2 separate regions of the Mus musculus genome follow, and region 2 is linked to region 1. Evidence: chromatin contacts called from public promoter capture Hi-C data. All regions are on one chromosome and are shown on one strand. Each heading gives the region's core, a stretch centred on a gene start, on an enhancer-like site or on the middle of the called end of the contact. The rest is flanking DNA. Distances are from core to core; before and after follow the strand shown. Region 1 holds the start of Mogat1 (monoacylglycerol O-acyltransferase 1). Region 2 overlaps Ap1s3 (adaptor-related protein complex AP-1, sigma 3).

Region 1 (2,845 bases), core at 80-2,579:
CACGATGGTTCTTGCTGATCCTGATGTTGCCTGCCTGTAAGCCCCTTAGGGAGGTGGGTCACGAGATCAAGTTCATTAACATATGGAATGCAGCTCACCTGAGCAACAGGAGTCCCTCTCTCAAGCCAGTCCTCCACCTCCAACAAAAGATTCAATTGTTCTTTACTAGCTGCTTTCTGTGAGGTGACAAATGCATCATCAATAACATTCTAAGTGGTTAGGACCAAGGGTTTTAGGTGTTCTGCATATCCTACCATTTGTATCTTTCATCTGAATTTCATTTCATCTCTGTTCTGCCTAGCTTCCAGGAAAGGACAAGACAGAGTCTTCAGCACTTACCTACAATTACAGCTCTTCTCCTTCTCTCCTCTTCTCGCCTCTTTTCTCCTCTCCTCTCCTCTCCTCTCCTCTCCTCTCCTCTCCTCTCCTCTCCTCTCCTCTCCTCTCCTCTCCTCTCCTCTCCTTTCCTCTCCTCCTCCTCTCTCTCTCCCCTCCCCTCCTCCTCTCTCTCTCCCCTCCCCTCCTCCTCTCTCTCTCCCCTCCCCTCCCCTCCCTTCCCCTCCCCTCTCCTCTCCTCTCCTCCTCCCCTCTCTCTCTCCGCTCCCCTCCCCTCTCCGCTCCCCTCCCGTCCCCTCACCTCGCCTGGCCTCACCTGGCCTCGCCTGGCCTCTCCTCGCCTGGCCTCTCCTCTCCTCTCCTCTCCTCTCCTCTCCTCTCCTCTCCTCTCCTCTCCTCTCCTCTCCTCTCCTCTCCTCTCTCTCTCCTCTCTGTCTGTCTCTGTCTCTCTATCTGTGTGTGTGTGTGTGTGTGTGTGTAGGTTGTTTTAATTGTTGAGACAGGGTCTGGTAGCCCAGGCTGGCCTCTACTTTGAGTCCCAATTTCCCTAGCTCCAAATTGGCATGAATACTTCGAAGTGTTGCTATGGAGTCAGGGCATACCTGGCAAGAGACTGTCACAGTGTGTGACATAATATTCAATCACAGAATCTCCCACCTAGCATGGAGGGTGGCTCAGAAAGAACTCTAAGAAAGAAGAAAGTACCTCTTCGACCAGAAAAACAAAACTAAAACAAACAAACAAACAAAAACAGTTTTGCCAAGAAGTTACAAATGGTGCCCTTCCCCTTTTCTTAGGAAGACCTTTGCACACACATTTCCCTTTGCCTGTAGACCTCTTCAGTTAATTAAAGCAATCATTTAAAACTCAAGGGCTGGAAAGACAGCTCAACTGTTAAAATGCTTGCAAGCGTGAAAAATCTGAATCTGATGTCCAGAATTCAGGTAAAAAGTCAGGCTGGTGAGGTAATACCAGAGCACGCCCAGAGCTTTTGGGAGCTTTTGCCAGAGCAGCCTAATTGGGTGAGTCCCAAGCTCCGTTGACTCTATCTCAAAAACCAAAGTCGAGGGCTAAGATAGTATTGAGAAACATATCTGAGGTTCACTTCTGGTCTCTCCACATGCTGCTGTGCACACATTTAAGAAAACTATGCAGGTAAACGCTGAGAAAGAAACAGGCACAAGAAGTTGTCCCACCGGATTCTAACTCTTTCACTCTAGCGTTTATAATAGGGTCTTGTAATTGTATACTATTCAGTTGTATGGTTAGTTTGCTTAGATTTTTTCCTGCCCCCCCCCCAAAAAGGTCATTTTCTCACAAGATAATGGAGATTTGGTGGGCTTTCAGTATATATGGGTTAAGAGAATGAATGAAAGGAAATCATCCAGGATTTGTGTAGGAATTTTAGGACACAAAAGAAAACACAAAAAGAGAGACCCGTGCGTGCACTCGCATACGCACACACCTTGGGGGGGGGGGTAGTGTGGAGACCCACACTAATAAACGCAAGTCCCACACTTTCCTCCAGCTAGTGCTGGACCTCAAAGAACTAACCAAACTACCCACTCCCCAATTCTTGGCTTCAGAGGATGAGGTGGGTTTATGGGTGGATGCTGGAGCTGAGTGCTAGGCGGTCTATCAGATGAACAATGGTCAAATACGGGTGGAGGCCCAGGCCCTAGCGATTGGGCAGGCAGGCTGACCTCTCCCACGAGTGACCAGGGTTCTGCCTCAAGCTGTGATTAGTGATCCCCAGCACCCCGCCTCAACGCCGCGCACCCTCCCTCACCTCCTGCCCCAGGGCGAATTGGTTCCTTTCCGGCCAGCTGGAGCCTCGGCCTCCCAGTCGGTAGCAGTACCACAAATCCTGCGAAAGGAGTCCTCCGGGTAGAACCATGATGGTCGAGTTCGCGCCACTCAACACCCCGCTGGCACGGTGCCTACAGACCGCTGCGGTGCTGCAGTGGGTCCTGTCCTTCCTCCTGCTCGGTAAGAGCTCCGCCGTGCCAAACACTCACCAGACACAGTCCCTACCCTACTGCGCACAGCCTCTGGTTCCTGGGTCTGCCTGGTCAGACAGTGTTCACCTACTGTGGGACTCCCTGCTTTGGATTCCTCTCCCTCTCTCCCTCTCTCCCTCTCTCCCTCTCTCCCTCTCTCCCTCTCTCCCTCTCTCCCTCTCTCCCTCTCTCCCTCTCTCCCTCTCTCCCTCTCTCCCTCTCTCCCCCTCTTCCCCCTTTCCCCCTCCCCCTTTCTCTCTCCCTCTCTCCCCCTTTTCCCCCTTTCCCCCTCCCCCTTTCTCTCCCTCTCTCTCTCTCTCTCTCCCTCTCTCCCCCTCTTCCCCCTTTCCCCCTCCCCCTTTCTCTCTCTCTCTCTCTCTCTCTCTCTCTCCCTCTCTCCCCCTCTTCCCCCTCCCCCCCCTCTCTCTCATATTTCCTCTATGTAGCCCTGGCTGTCCCAGAAGAACTTGCTCTGTAGAACTCTTTATGCTGGCCTAGAACTCATAGAT
Region 2 (3,053 bases), core at 177-2,676, 1.1 Mb after region 1:
ATAATGAATGTATGTATATATCTGTGAAACTAATCCAACCTATAAAATCTTTAAGAAACTTGAAGTTGGTGGGTCCTCGTTTTCTGTAAAATTTAAATATTTTTAACTCCACAGGCAATAACTAAAGCCATTCTCCACACAATACACTGCACTCCAAGCAACATAATACTATCAGAATGGACCCTATCACCCTTGGGCTATTGGTTGAATGAAGAATGCAAGGAATTCGATGGAACACGCTTGATGTAGAGCCTCTAGGACAGTGAATGTGTGCTCCATCCAACCCTGTGCACCTCTGAAGACCAACAAAAACTATGCACATTTTTCAAAAATAAGTCAAGAGAATGGAGTTTTTGTTTTTTGTTTTTTGTTTTTTTTTTTAGTAAAACCAGGTTCCAGGCCATGAACATGCCAAGACTGCTTAAAGAGTCATTTGTATTCACAGCTGTTGCAACCAATAGCAAGAAACAGTCAATAGGTATGGACAGGTGGTGGTAGGCACAATCCCATGTCAAGACTGACCCAGGAAGTGGCAGAAAGTGGTACAGCACCACACAGCCAACTTCGACCTGAGGACTTTCCACCACCCTAGTACTCACACTTGTCAACAGACTAGTGTAGTCTCCACATCTGTGGTGTGAAAGGGCCTGCAGATTACCAACACAAGCCTTTGAGTAGTTGTCTCTCTCTCACACACACACACAACCTAAGCAACTCTTATAAAAGAATGCATTTGAGCCGGGCGTGGTGGCGCACGCCTTTAATCCCAGCACTTGGGAGGCAGAGGCAGGTGGATTTCTGAGTTCGAGGCCAGCCTGGTCTACAAAGTGAGTTCCAGGACAGCCAGGGCTACACAGAGAAACCCTGTCTCGAAAATCCAACAACAACAACAAAAAAAAAAGAATGCATTTGACTGGCAGGGCGCATGGCAGCTTGTAGGCATGGTGCTGGAGTACAGAGGTACACCATGGGGAAGGTCTTCAAAAGTTCATCTGCATAAGCTTTCATCATGGCTCAATAGCTAGCCCTTCCAGAAAAATCTTAAACGCTGATGTTTTTGTTCTCAGTACAACACATGGATCTAACAATATAACATATAAGAAAAGTACCCAGCATTATACTGGTCACGTGTTGGGTCATCATGGGGAAGTATCTTCATATGGTTTTAATTTCATTCAGGCATTCTCAGGACAAATTACTTGATAGTGCAGCAGGCCTCACACATTTGATTCCTTCCAGGGTCCTGTTCTGCCCTTACCACATGACGTATGTGTTTTAATCAGACCTGTTAAATACTCATATTTCATGAAGTATTTTCTGGGAGCATGCTACAGATGTTGTTAGGCCCCTTTTGCTGGAAATGATTATTCTGTCCATCACTCCATAGACAGTATTTCTCACTTCTCTCCCTTGCCAAACACTCCAAATAGCTACTTTAAAATTCAGCAATCTAACCTAATTTTAGCAATGTATAGTCACAGAATACACCATAAAGTCATTGGCACACAAAAAATAATTTTAGCAGTTGGCAGCAAAGCTGGCATTTAATTATCAGTCTTTCAAGGGTGTTAAAAAATATACCAGTTTTCCATAGTTAACAACAACAAAAAAAGAATTTTGAGTTCTCTCTCTGCCTAGTTGGGTTACTTTTGCTCAAAGTCCTAAATTTTTTGTTTCTATATCCAAGACTCGAGAACAGGACATAAATCTTAAGTTGTCAAGTGTATTATGGGAGCACTTGTGTTACAAACGTTTGCTACAAGCACAGCAATTACTACAGAATCAGTCTGTTATGGTCTCTCGATTCTTATTAATAAATTACAAGTATTTTCACAAGTTATATTTCATTATTTATTATATACATATAAATAATTTTTTTTCACAAGTAACTCAGAAGCTGGAAAAATGGTTCATTGGGTAAAAACATGTTCTACCAAGCCAGAGGACATGAATACATACATACACACACACACACAGAATAAATAAATAAACAACTAAATAAGTAAATAAATAAAGTAAATATGTTCAGGAAAAATGGAATTTAAATATTGGGGGATTTTTAAATCTTAAAGTAACTTTAGTTAGATTTAGTATGATCTTTAAAAGACCCAAGTTTTGATGTGGAGCCTATGGTAGAAGTGGTTGTACCAGTGTGTAAGCTTTATTTGTGTGATGTCTGCTAATCTAGCTGTGCCATAATTTTGCTCTCATGATTCAGAAAGCACTTGTGATATCAATTTACAAATAGATCAGACTACCCCATTATTTCATGGTTTAAAAAGGTTTTTTTGATCCCAGACCTAAAGAGACATCTTGCAAATGATATCATAAATATCTTTTGCAAATGTTTATACAGGGTGAAAGGATTGAAGTTTTCATATTGAGCCCATGATGCTCCACAACATCTTACTTTATTTTACTATTATGTTCATTTGGAATCCAATAGGCCTGGACTGACTGACAAGTAGCCATGTAGTACATAGTTATTGCCTGAATTTTCTCCCACATTGGTTGCAGCAAAAATTAAGTTCAAACTCAACCTCTGAGTTACAGGTGTGGTCGTCCAGTGTACCTAGTAAAACGCAAAGCAAACATCACACCTTTGGAGCCTCAATTCAGCAACAGCTATGCATCTATGTATAACCCCATATAATTTCTACCATCAAAAGTTGTGGAGCTGTAGGGGAGGACTTGACCCAGTCAGGATCGTCTCATTGCTTAGATCCCACACCTATAAAATGAGAACTCTCACATTTCTTTTAAAGTATATATTAGAGAGATCTTCTGAAATCTTGCTTTCGTTCACATCCAAATGGCTGTACTTTTTCTCAGGATCTAGACTGGACATCATTGTGTATGGAATATGGAAATACTGTTTGTTTTCAGGGAAAAAACAAACTCAACCCCATATGCAGACACGCCAACCTCCTTGCAGGCCCCAAGACATAGCTTGCTAGAATCCAGTTTATTACCCAGCTCAGCTGCCCCTCTTTGTTTCTGAAAAGCACTCTTCTCCATTCCAAATCTGTAACAACTTTTAAGAACCTGACCAA

Evidence for each region. Promoter capture Hi-C pulls out the DNA fragments that hold promoters and counts their contacts.
Region 2: a promoter capture Hi-C map of second pharyngeal arch cranial neural crest shows a contact between it and region 1, with 5 times the contacts expected there. The contact joins the enhancer-like site here to the promoter of Mogat1 in region 1. A contact is called at or near these places in 17 of 39 promoter capture datasets (the 3T3-L1 cell line, 3T3-L1-derived adipocytes, the C10 cell line and 10 more), 12 of 484 Hi-C or Micro-C datasets (the C2C12 cell line, cerebral cortex, embryonic fibroblasts and 7 more), 1 of 115 datasets of contacts at active chromatin or transcription factors (embryonic stem cells) and 3 of 9 other capture datasets (adipose tissue, liver and macrophages).

The regions. Positions count from the first base shown.
Region 1 is chr1:78,509,731-78,512,575 of GRCm38.p6, forward strand. It overlaps Mogat1 (monoacylglycerol O-acyltransferase 1), which reads left to right and starts at 1,330. Exons shown (of 7, transcript NM_026713.3): 1 at 1,330-1,358; 2 at 2,138-2,325. The coding sequence starts at 2,232.
Region 2 is chr1:79,656,110-79,659,162 of GRCm38.p6, forward strand. All of the region lies in intron 1 of Ap1s3 (adaptor-related protein complex AP-1, sigma 3), which reads right to left. Among named protein-coding and RNA genes, the nearest start is that of Ap1s3, 14 kb to the right of the region's middle. Within about 2 kb of position 1,427, at least 10 of the 459 cell types and tissues checked have an H3K27ac peak or open chromatin away from gene starts, as enhancers often do. A contact at or near this core is called in second pharyngeal arch cranial neural crest, where this site is marked.